Linked DNA regions of Pan troglodytes: regions 1 and 2 are each linked to region 3. Evidence: chromatin contacts called from public Hi-C and HiChIP or PLAC-seq data. All regions are on one chromosome and are shown on one strand. Each heading gives the region's core, a stretch centred on a gene start, on an enhancer-like site or on the middle of the called end of the contact. The rest is flanking DNA. Distances are from core to core; before and after follow the strand shown.

The links. A called contact is a pair of places that touch in the nucleus more often than the background predicts. HiChIP or PLAC-seq counts read pairs in DNA pulled down with a chosen protein or histone mark.
Region 1: an H3K4me3 HiChIP or PLAC-seq map of stem cell-derived excitatory neurons shows a contact between it and region 3, with 9 times the contacts expected there. The contact joins the promoter of HEG1 here to the promoter of ZNF148 in region 3. A contact is called at or near these places in 1 of 7 Hi-C or Micro-C datasets (stem cell-derived neural progenitor cells) and 1 of 1 datasets of contacts at active chromatin or transcription factors (stem cell-derived excitatory neurons).
Region 2: a Hi-C map of stem cell-derived neural progenitor cells shows a contact between it and region 3, with 6 times the contacts expected there. The contact joins the enhancer-like site here to the promoter of ZNF148 in region 3. A contact is called at or near these places in 1 of 7 Hi-C or Micro-C datasets (stem cell-derived neural progenitor cells) and 1 of 1 datasets of contacts at active chromatin or transcription factors (stem cell-derived excitatory neurons).

The regions. Positions count from the first base shown.
Region 1 is chr2:128,331,520-128,335,668 of NHGRI_mPanTro3-v2.0_pri, reverse strand. HEG1 (heart development protein with EGF like domains 1) reads left to right here and starts at 2,343. Exons shown (of 17, transcript XM_016941815.4): 1 at 2,343-2,769. The coding sequence starts at 2,454.
Region 2 is chr2:128,277,721-128,281,792 of NHGRI_mPanTro3-v2.0_pri, reverse strand. It overlaps HEG1 (heart development protein with EGF like domains 1), which reads left to right. Exons shown (of 17, transcript XM_016941815.4): 10 at 1,856-1,932; 11 at 2,177-2,337. Among named protein-coding and RNA genes, the nearest start is that of HEG1, 54 kb to the left of the region's middle. Within about 2 kb of position 1,267, at least 6 of the 24 cell types and tissues checked have an H3K27ac peak or open chromatin away from gene starts, as enhancers often do. A contact at or near this core is called in stem cell-derived neural progenitor cells, where this site is marked.
Region 3 is chr2:128,650,828-128,654,583 of NHGRI_mPanTro3-v2.0_pri, reverse strand. It overlaps ZNF148 (zinc finger protein 148), which reads left to right and starts at 1,365. Exons shown (of 9, transcript XM_063807060.1): 1 at 1,365-1,641.

The DNA.
Region 1 (4,149 bases), core at 1,094-3,593, 320 kb after region 3:
CTATTTCATACCTCCTTGCTACTGTGCCAGAAGTTCTTTACTGAACTCTAAAACATCAGAGCTAGAACACTCCTTAGCAATCATCCAGGACCATCTTTGCTTTAGAGATTGGAAACTATGGCCCAGATCACACAATTAAACAGTGGTAAAGGCCAGAAAAGAAGCAAGGGCTCTAGGACCAAGTCAACTGTTCTTTCCAAGGTTCTATACTGCATCCAGTTCTCTCTTGCTGTCTTGCTGTTTTCTCTTGTTCTGCCTTAGGAGGAGAAGAAAAAGAGCTGAGATCCATCTACACCTTGATCAATCTTTCCAAGTTCTCCCTGTGTGTCCCTCTCCTAATCTGCTGGTTAAGCCCTTTCTAGCTGACAGTTACCCTGAACTCGGTCATTTCTCTTAGAAGGCAGAGAGAAGATTAGAGAGAGATAAACCTGTGGTACTTAAAGTGGGGTGGGATTGGGGGGTGGGGGAGGATTGGGGGGAGGTGGCAGGTACATGTTTACTCCTTGGGTCTTAGTAGAGAAGGCAGATTATCTCATAGGATCCCTGAATCCACACGAGAAGCCTGTAAGGGCCATTCTACCCTTAAACCTTTCTGCTTGCCTGGGAGTGCAACCAGTACTATGTGACATGGTCTCCTTGGAGGGGAGGGAGTGGCAGTGACCAGAACCTCTGAGCACAGTCCTAGTCTGTTGGGGCTTGTCTGGCTGGGTCTGGGCAGCTGTGCAGTCCTGCCTGTTAATGTGAGAGCAGCATCCAGAGAAGTTAAGCTCAGGCCATGGGAGCAAACCAAGTCAGTTTCAGGGGGATTACTGTTTGGTACTTTCTTGGAGAGACCTGGAAGTTCTGTGTTAGAGCCCTGGAAAGCTGGTTTGTTTAAAAACAAAACAAAATAAAACCAAATCTTTACTCCTCATTCTCTCATTTAAGGTGAGTTTGTTTATACACAGCCTCCTTTATGTTTTTTTGCCAAATGACTCACTTGTACTGAGTCACCAGAAAGTGGGCCTAGGCCCATCTGCAGCTGCCCTGGACACTACGATCTCATTCTCCTGGAGGTGGGTCATGGAGATCTGGAGACAGAGAAACAGAGAAGAGCAGAGAAATAGGATGGAGAGCCAGGCCTGAAAGTGAGGTGCACACTCATATTTTCACGAGCATTTGATTGTCAGACAGGGGCCCCCAACAGAACTGGCAAGAACCCCAAGGAGCTGCAACATTTGTTTCTGTTGCAATACTATTTGTTTCCGTTTGCGAATTATTGCAAACTCTGAATTAGGAGACCAGAATTAATATCACATGGTCATTCACAGATCAATCATTTCGTCTTCGGGTCTACCTTCAGAATCTTGAGCAAGTTATTTTCCCATTTGAGCCCCTCTTTCTTCACTTAATGAGGTGGCTTACAGTCCTAAACTTTAGACATTTTATTATTCATTTACTGGGGAGGGAGAGGTTATGGAAACAAATGGAACTTTATTGACCAAGAAAATTTGTTTACATGAAATCTTTGAATCTTTCCCCATAGGTTTCCATTTAAAATTCTGTGTTCTCTGGGCATCATTTGGTTTAATTTGCGATCTGCAGTTCTTTTCCTGATGATGAGTTTGCCCTAGCCTGCCTGAATTCACAGTTTTCTTTTCCCTGCAGCCTGTTTGGGTGTCCTCGCGGTGACATCTCTGCAGAACTCTGGTGTGAGCCAAAGGCAGTGGTCGGATGGGAACGGCATCCAAGCTTGAGAGGGTGTGGGGGATACTCGGATTCTCGCGTTGGCCGGAGGGTGAGGTGTTAGGTTTGGCAAACACGAGCTCATCACCAGCCCTGGGGCCTGGAGAAGGGGAGGTGGGGGTGGGAGTGGGGACACTTCAAATCAGTAAGGGCGGTGACAGCGCGGGCTGGGTACCAGGGGACCGTTCCCTTTCTCTCTCCTATCAAAGCACTTGGGATAATCTAGTCTGGTGCTAATCACATTACCCAGGACCTGCTTTTCGCCTACTTCTTGTGCGTTTAAGGAGTTGGGAAAGTGGTGCCCGATTCAGAAGACTCTGGAGCATGTGTGTGACAAAAGTTGCAGCACCGTGGCTCCGCTGACCTCATCCCGCTGTCCCGGGCCGGGCCGCTCTCCAGGCGCCGGGCCCCAGCCCCCTTCCTGCCCTCTCCCCGCCCCCGGGCCCGCCGCGCGGGGCCGGTGATGTCAACTGAGGAGGAGCCGCCCGCCAGCCAGCGACCCGCCCGGGCTAATTAGCATGTAGCGGCGCCGCGGGCCGCCTCCGCCCAGCCAGCCCGGCCCCCGGCAGCCCTCCCGCGGCTCCCGACAACTTTTGAGGCGGGGAGCGCGCTCGCAGCCTCACTCCGCTCACTTCCCCGGCCCCGCGCGGCCCCCGCCGCCCGCTGCCCGCTGCCCGCTGCCCTCGCCCCGCGCGCCGGGCATGTGAGCGCGGGCGGGCGCCGTCACCATGGCCTCGCCGCGCGCCTCGCGGTGGCCGCCGCCGCTCCTGCTGCTGTTGCTGCCGCTGCTGCTGCTGCCGCCGGCGGCCCCCGGGACGCGGGACCCGCCGCCTTCCCCGGCTCGCCGCGCGCCGAGCCTGGCGCCCCTCGCGGGAGCGGGGCTGGAGCTGCAGCTGGAGCGCCGCCCGGAGCGCGAGCCGCCGCCCACGCCGCCCCGGGAGCGCCGCGGGCCCGCGACCCCCGGCCCCAGCTACAGGGCCCCTGAGCCAGGCGCCGCGACACAGCGGGGACCCTCCGGCCGGGCCCCCAGAGGCGGGAGCGCGGGTGAGTGAGAGCCGGGAACCTGGCGCCTGGCCAGTCTGTGCTGGGGGCGTGGGCGCGCCCCGGGCTGCATCCCCAGCCGTAGGCCCCTCCGCGCGGCGCGACCCGGGGGGGGGCTCCTCGCCCGGCGTGTGCGGGACCCTGAGGGTCGGCGGGTAGGGAGGGACGCTTTCGCAGTTGGCTGGACTGAGGGGTGTGACCATCCCGTTCTCCTCCAACCCTTTGGAAGAAAACTTATTTCCTATGGGGTACCCTGTATCTCTTCCACCCCACTTTTAAAAAAATGGAAAGGAAAGGGAAAAAGACTCCAAAGCATCTCTCCCACCTCCGATATCTGGCCAGCCGGTCCCCAGTTTCATTTTTTCCGCTATACAGAACTGGCCTCTCCAGGTACAGGGCTCGACTTTCTCATCTAAATAACTGATTTTTAAGGGGTTCTAGGACGGGATATTGTAAAGGACAAAGGATGTACGTAGTTTGAAACAAAACGCTCTACTGGTTCGACTTAAAAGCAAAGGAACGCGGTTGGGGTTGCATGGTTGGACCCCTGCAAGGCACAGGCTGATACAGGACCATCCCTGAGTCTCCTCCCTCCCCTTTCCTTTCCCAATGAACTGTTGCTCCGTGGTAGCCACCGCCTGTCCCACGCAGAGAGAAGGAACTGACCTCTTCTCCCTGCTACCTTTGTGTCCAGTTCTTTCTTATGATCTGGAAAAATATGCCACATACTGAGTGGAATTCTAACCATAATACCATTATGACCTTGGGACTGCTGTCTCTTTGCGCTCACTTTCTCCATCTGTGAAATGGAAGTGATGATCCCTGTTCCTTCTAGCCTCCTAGTGATGATGTGACAAAATGAAAGTAAAAATAAATGGAAAGTGCTTTGAACAAAGTCAGCAACGTGGTGGTGTTAGCCTTTGCCTTCCTGTGAGTGACACAGGGCATATGCTCTGTCCGGGCTATTCAAATAAGCTGGGTTGCTTGCAACACTGGACATTGATTTGGAGTTTCCCTGAAAGTTGAGTTTTTTGTCTGCATAATTGACAATTCATTTAAGTTTCTCATCTCATGCAGACTTTCGGGCACGTGAATTTGCTTGCTTCCTCCAACCTAGAGGTGCTTCTTAGAGTTAAATAAGAAAAAGTTTGGATTTTTAAAAATCAAGTTCTCCTGTAAAAACTCAATTTCATATTCAACAGTATTCCCATTATTGCAAAATGCCTTATTTTGTGAATTTTTAAATCACTGGCATAAGATTGAGAAACCGAGGAACAGTAAGAAAAGGGAGAGGAGAGATAAGCTTCTGAAGACGTGTAGGAGACACATCCCGGAGTGACTGTGACTTTAGATTACTTACAGCATACTCTGTTTTGCTAACTT
Region 2 (4,072 bases), core at 18-2,517, 370 kb after region 3:
TCTATTTCTCTATCTCCTGAGCATTCACTTCATGATAGGGACGATGTCAGATGGCGCACTCCTGTAACAGCCATTGCCAGCACGTCTGCAGATAGAACCCCGGGAGGTCTGGAAGTGAATGACATTGCCTGAGTCCACGCAGAGCAGGTGCAAAGTTGGGGAACAGTCCACTAAACCACCATCACTACTGATACCAATTTCAAGTTCAGGCATCCCCAAGATCGCCCTCAGTTTCAATAATTCACTAGAAGAGTCACAGAGCTTACTAAAAGCGATTATATTAACAGCTACGGTTTATTACAGTGAAAGTCAACAGCTTAAAATCAGCCAAGGAAAGAGATGCACGGGGCAGAGAGTCCGGGAGAGTTCCAAATGCAGAGCTTCCAGCTGTCCTCCTGCTGAGGAGTCATGCACAGTGTTAACTCCTCCTGGCAACAGTGTGTCCAGTATGCAGGGAGTACTGCCAACCACGGAAGCTCTCCAGAGCCTTGACTGGGGCTTTGTCATGTGGCTGACCTCAATCTCCAGCCCCTCTAGAGGTTGAGCTGATACCATGTTACCCAACCCCACCATAAATCACATTGTTGGACTCTGGCATGGCCCAGCACCCCCAGGTAAACAAAGAAGTTTTTATTAGACAGCACATTCCAAGGGCTTAGAGATGGCCTCCCAGGATCCAAGAGCAAAGGCCTGACTTCCCTGGGGCCAAGGTTAAATTCTTTACTACACAGCAGAATTTTATGTCTACTAATCCTATACCTTGTCCCTTCGCCACAGCCGCCTGTTGGTCGTGCTTCAGGTGGATATCTCCTGCTAAGATAATACAGGGATTTAGAACCCTGTGCAGAAGTGCAGTCCTTTGCATTACGTGGCGCTCAGTGACTTATTTGACTTGCTATTTTTTGCCCAGTATCAATGTATAATTTACTGGTGATGTAACATACCTGTCCCCAAGAAAGAGTGAAGATTAATCCATCATTGGCTGAAGAAGCCACTCAAATGTTCTTTCCCGAGGTGTTCTGTTTACCAAACCTGGAAAAACAGGTTAATAATAAAACAACAATAATAAATCATTGCTATTAGGCTATACACTGATGTCATAAAAAGGGTTTGATAATGTCCCATGTTTGCCTCCATCTTCTGCAGAGTGGCATGTATCTGATACACGGGCCTTGAAGACAGGTGGGTCTGCACTGGGCCCAGTACTGAGACCCTCCACTCCGGGAAAGGAGTCTCGATAGCTCCTATTGTACAGGGTAGCAGGGAAGCAGGCCTGATATTTCATGCTGCAGAGGGATTTTCTGCCGTCTCCAAGGGCACAAGGCAAACATAGGGAGAGTAGCTCTTAATTTGCTCTCAACAAAGGGGCTCTTGACCCACGTAATGTAATTTCTCACGGAGAGCCTTTTTGAAGAAGACCTGTCTTTGAGTTAGGTCAACTCATTGTAGATTATGAGGCGTCTATGTAGGGCCTGTCAGACCTAGGGTAGCTGAAAGGAGCCTTTCCAGTGCAGCTCGTTCACTATGCAAAGTCCAAATAAACAGTTGCCTCTGAGTTGTTTGAAACCCTGGGCCTTAAAAGAGAGCTGCTTCTTTGAAGATGTTTTGCATCCAAGGGTGCTATTCTGAACATCATTTCCTGCCAAGATTTTCCCCACTGATTTACTCTCTGCCTCTTTCTCTTTGTACTCGTGGAACAACAGAAAGGCATTTAAGAGCGGAACAAAAAAAGGACACCACTTCTGTGCAAAGCCGCGTGCTGATAACTTGATGGCTGGAAAATGCCTGTTTTATCCTGAAAATAGGAAACTGGTTCTAGGTCCAAGGCTTTTGTCTAACTCACTGTTAACGACAGGCTTGTTCTTCCTTTCAGTTAAATATGTGTTTTTCAGCATTACCTAGTTACATCCAATCTACAGTTCACGCTTCTAGGTAAGTAACAGAATTATATTTGCTTGTGAACTAGTCTGTAGAAAGGGGAGGCTGTTCTAACATGGGTGATAGCAACAAAACCGGGCTGTTTTCACCCAGCTATGGGGCAATCCAGGGCCAAGGTCACTGACCTTCATGCTCTCCCATTCCGTCACTGGTGAATGGCGATGACATTCATTTCCAAAAGCCTTGGGACCCACGTGTCATTTCAGGGCTGTTAAAAACCCACAAACTTTGCCTATAGGGAGTCCAACGCGGTGGTGATCTCACTGCAAACAACCTTTTCCCTGGCCTCCAATGTGACGCTATTTGACCTGGCTGATAGGATGCAGAAATGTGTCAACTCCTGCAAGTCCTCTGCCGAGGTCTGCCAGCTCTTGGGATCTCAGAGGCGGATCTTTAGAGGTAAGAGGGCAGCCCTCTGGGAGGACCCTACCCATATAGTTAGGCACAGACCTAAGATGGAACTGCAAGGCATCCAGGGCTCAGGCCCAGGAAAGGCCCTCACAGAGCCTATTTTTGGCATGGGTGTTAAGTCAAAGACCTTTGTGCACATGCATCTTCTGTTATGTGTGCATGCATGTACAAACATGCACACACACACCCAGAGTCCTGTACACAAGCCTTGAAGACACCTGGTCCTTGGCATGCAGCTCCTTCTGTTTATTTTATCCAGTGTTGATGTGGGAGGGGGAGGGGCATAGGAGCTGATGTGAGAAAGCAGAAATCACTCTTTTTCCATTGAAAAGTTCCTGCTGTCTTTGGGGAAACAGAATGTACATGCTTGTCAATGACCCAAAAAAACCTTCATCTGGCCAGAGGCAGTGGCTCACACCTGTAATCCCAGTACTATGGGATGCTGAGGTACCCTTAAGCCCAGGAGTTCGAGGCTGCAATGAGCTATGATTGCACCACTGCACCCCAGCCTGGGCCACAGAGTGAGACCCTGCCTCAAAAAAACAGAATAAACAACCACCACCAAAACCTTCATCATGATACATTATTAGGTTAAAAAAAAAAAAAAAAGCATGTGCAGTATTACCCATCCTTTGTGTTTGTTTGTTTGCACATTATAAATGCACAGAAACAAAACCAGAAGAATGGAGGCCAGAATGCCCACAGTGGCGCCATAAACAATTATTTTCCTTTTCTCATTCTTGCTTTGTCTGTTTTGTCAAAAGCTTCTATAGTGCCTCTGGTGTGAGGCAAATGAAGAAAGGGATTGGAGACAAGTTCAAAAGGGAAGTTTTGGTCTTAGAGGAGAAGTTTCACCTCCAGGACAGGAAAACTCAACTGGAATCTAAAGTACTTCTTTGCAAAGGGGGCTTGTCCCTGTTGCCACGTGCTACATGATCAAAGTTAGCTCATTTTACTACACAAGTAGGGCTGGCAAAGGATGGAGAATCTAGTCTAAACCGCCCATCTGGCATCCAGACGCTGGACATGAGTAGAAGATATCAGGTTGTAACAGTCTGCTGGTAGATCCATGACATTGACATTCCCAGTGGGCCTGGGTTCCATAACTGCCAGTCAAGAGAGCTTTCTGGAGTGGGCCTGTATATTACAGAGCTTGGGAGCCAGATTGTTAGCCCTTCATTCTGGGATAAGAGCTGGAGCTTGGCCCATTTAAGGCTAGTTATTAATTTGAGAAAAAAAAAAAAAAAGCTAAACTTTCTGAAGTTGAAGTTACTATTGATGGGGGAGTGAGGTAGAAAGGACATGCCCCATTATATCATGCTCGAAACTTTGAGACTCTATGGTTTTACTTTTTTGTTTCTCTTGACAAGGATTCAAGGGTACCAAGTTGTCCTCCCCAGTGAGGTAGGAAAGTCACCTTTCAGTTCACTAAATATTTATGGAGTACATTCTATGTGATCAACATTGCACCAGGTTACTTTTTGTGCCCCATAAATGCATTCAAATCAAGTGCCTTGCAAATCAAGTGCCAGCCATTTGGATTTGAAAGAGCCAGCTCATGGCAGCCCTACCCTCCCTCTGACTCCCATTCTTCCGACTGCTTGTATATGGTTTACGGGAAAGTACCTCTCACCCTTGCTGCCTTGCTGAAGTTCCTATTTACTTCTCCTTTCAGAGCCCGTGAGAACAAAGACAGCTATGCATATTGGCTGAAAAAAACAGG
Region 3 (3,756 bases), core at 116-2,615:
CTCTAACTTGTGTCATTGTTTTGTTGCAATTAACATTCAGAATATGTGCAGTCATCTTATTAAAATTTATATTTTTTAATGGAGAAAGCACACAGAGAGAGTTGATTGTGGAGCTGTGGTTTACTCTTGCTCTTAGTTACCTGTGTCTAAATTAAGCTGAACCTCTGGGCCTTAGCTATTTCTAAACAGGCATCATGATTTACTAAGGTTAATGCCTGAGGGAACATTAACCTTGCAGACACTAATCTAATTCAGTGTCATCACAAGTGCATAATGCAGGAGTTTGGAATTTTGCCAAAAAGCACTATTCAAATGAACATTTAGTTGGCAAGGGGTGGGAAGGCGGGTGTGGAAAAGGGAAGGAGAACACCAGAAATGGCTCTATAGATATTTTCATGCCTTTTCTTTTCCCTCTCCCCTCAAAGGTTACGTTTAAGTATTGCAGAGAGGCGCTAAATGGAATTTTCATATTATGAAGAAATCCCAATGAACGCGTTTTATCCCACGGCAAGTTCCAGATGCTCACAATTACTCAACATTCACTGAGCATCTTTTATGTTATATGGCTGACCTTGTGCTAGGGTGTGTACACAAAGATGAGTAATTGTAAACGATGGCAGTATGCAGAAGCACCTCAGGGCGCCTAATGTTAGCTGACGAAGGCACCATTAAGGAGGTCACAGTTTGGCTAAAGGGCCCCCAAAGGATGAGACAACTGTGTAATCCTAGCTCTATAGAGATCATTACCAAGTCTTTGCCATACAGACAAAGTTTGGGCTTCAGGTGAAATGAGAAGGGCAAGGTTCTGCCCAAGAGGGTCCAGGGCCGGATCTCTTGATCTGTGTCTATGCCCACACCCTGCATCTCAGCTTGCAGACACTAATAGGGTTTGCCAGTTTCAAGGGCGCAGGGCTACATCTTCCGGAAAAGGTGGCATTTGAAGGTGGTAAGAGGCCAACGACTGGAGGTGGCGGCGAAGGGCTAGGTAAGACAGAATAAATGAAAAAGCCAAGACATTTCTGGCAAATAACCTTTCACCTAGGTCCCCGACCCTTCCATTTCCCCAGGCCTGAAACGCTCCCGAATCCCCGAGTCCTCGACTTTCCAAGCGCTGGGCATTGGTTAAGGCTGTAGGAGCAGGGAGTCCCCCGCTCTAAGAGAGTTCCTCAGTTCCGATCTTTTTCAAACGGCTTTCCTCCCAGGCCCAGCCTAGGGGGCCTGCGGCTCGGGTCCAGCTTCCACGGCCACCCTGGGCTGGTGACACGCAGGCGCCGGAATCGAAGCCACGCTGTGTCTTTCCAGCCAGGTCTCTGCGCCAGACGAGGGCGGGCGCCGCGGAGCGCTTCCCGTGTGCGGGGCTTCCCACAATGCACCGGGCCGGCAGTGGCGGCGACCGCGGCGGCGCTCTAGCTGCGGCATGTCTGCGTCTCTACTGCTCTGGGAGGAGGAAGAGAAGGAGGAAGAGGAGGAGGAGGAGGAGGGGGAGGAAGAGGAGAAAGGCGCAGGGGTGGGAGCTGTTGCCGAAGCTGCCACAGCAAAAGTTCTCCCCCCTCCCCCCTTCCCCTCCTCTCAAGGCCCCTAGAAAGGTTGGAGCTGCCGCCGCCTGCAGTCGGTGACCGCGCGACTCGGCGCCCGCCCGCGGTAAAGCGCTCGGCCTGGCAGGCCCGGGCCCGGGGGAGGGCGGGGGAGGGGGAGGGGGCGGCGCGCGGGGGGAGCGCGCGGCGGTAACGGCCTGACCCCGGGGGGAGCGAGCCGTGGCGAGGCTGGGGGTGGCCAGGGGGCCAGCCGAGGCCGAGGGAAACGCTGGGGCTGGCTGGGGGACGTGAGGAAGCAGGGCGCGGAGGGTGGGTTGGGGGGTTGAGGAGGGATAATGACGGGGGTGGCGGAGGCGAGAAGGCGGCCTCCGAGGCTGGAGGCGGGTGTCAGAGGTAGGGGAGGAGGTGGGATGTTTGCACGGGGAGGCCGGAGGGTGCTGGGTGTGGGTGTGAAAAGGCTAGGGAGACACCAGGGCTCTGTCCACCGTGCCTGGTGCAGTGCTTTATGCACCGCAGGCCTCAGTCACTGTTGCTGCCGGAGTGTGCTCTTTGGGAGAAGGGAAGGGCAGGGGTTGGAGAAAAGGGAATGCTTGCAGGAAACGTAGTGGGAGTGCGAACAGGGAGAGGGGCCGGAGGAAAGATGCCGGAGAGGTGGAGGAATGCGGGGAGGTGGCTGTGGAGGAGTCTTGAGGATTCTGGGGGGTGTTCATTGTGCAGATACGTTAGGTATTTCATTATGGAAAGAACTGAAGCGTTTCTCAGGGAAGGAAAGAAGGGAGATAGGAGTTCCCGTGAATAGAAAGGATCGCGTTTGAAGCAAGAGGGAGTGCTAAATAGTAGAGAAGATGCAGGGAATGCATAATAGAATAGACAGATGTAGTATAATTAATAAATATTGGCCTGAGTACTGAAGAGTTATTCCAGATGGGCCGGGATGGCCTAGTTCCGAACCTGTGTGGGCTGTTCAGTAGATGACATCTGGTAAGTGTGGGTCTGGGCCGTGGTTGGGGTCACTGAGAATTAGATTTTAGTCTGTAGTTTGGTCTGTGACATTTTAGACGTGCACCAATGAGTATGAGAACCTCTGAAGCAGACCTTGAGAAAGGGCCTGGCCTGTGGGGATTCCTTAGGCTATGGAGCTTCGATTCTAGAAAATTTGAAGTATTAACACTTACCCGAGGTTGGGTAAATACTATCCTGGCAAACGCTGGAATGGAAATTAATTGACTTGGTGGTTTTCTTCACTGCCCAGTTTATCTGATCCAGGAGAATTGGTGCCGTATTATTCAGCCTGGATTGCAGTACACAAGATTATAATTAATGGTGGGGGGGAAGACATGCTTGCTGGCTCTTCTTTAGATACTTCATTTGTAGCTCAAATTAGTTGGCTGGATTGGTTCCATAAATCTGTGGCTGGTGGGAGATCTTCTGCCATTCACAGTTCCTGATGTGAACTGTGAGGGAGTTCTCCAGTGAGAGAATACTCTCATTCAGGCATGATGGTATTGAAGAAAACGTATCAGCCAGCAAAGTGTGGGCCTGCAGAATGGAGGATCTAGAATATCTGTTTTGGTTTTAGGTTGCAAGGAGGTCAGGACTAGTTATCAGAAGGTCTAGGGGAACCTAGGAGACTGGACGACTCTAGAGCCAGGTTGGAGGGAGGATTAGCATCTCTATGTCAGGAAATGAACCAAGCTCTCTCTGGATTTGCTGAGCTCACACCAGACCAGATTTCCAAGAGGGAACTCTGGGCTAGAACCATACTCTTAAAAACTACCCGGATATTATTCACCTTTTATTAAGAAAAAACTATATACAGCTGGGCGCGGTGGCTTATGCCTGTAATCCCAGCACTTTGGGAGGCTGAGGCGAGCGGATCACCTGAGGTCAGGAGTTTAAGATCAGCCTCGCCAACATGGTGAAACCCCATCACTATGTGAAACCCCACCATGCCAGGCTGGTGTCGAACTCCTGGCCTCAAGTGATCCGCCCGCCTTGGCCTCTCAAAGTGCTGGGATTACGGGTGTGAACCACCATGCCTGGCCAGGTCTTTTTTAAACATAGTATGCTGTACTCAATTTTATTGTCATCATGGCATGAGAAGGCTAGTCTTCCTTCCCTTTTCCCTCACCAGCACTGTATATTATCTGTTCTTTTAATTTTTGTAAGCAGAATGCACTTAAATATGTCATTATTGTCTTTCTACCCTTTTTTTAAAATT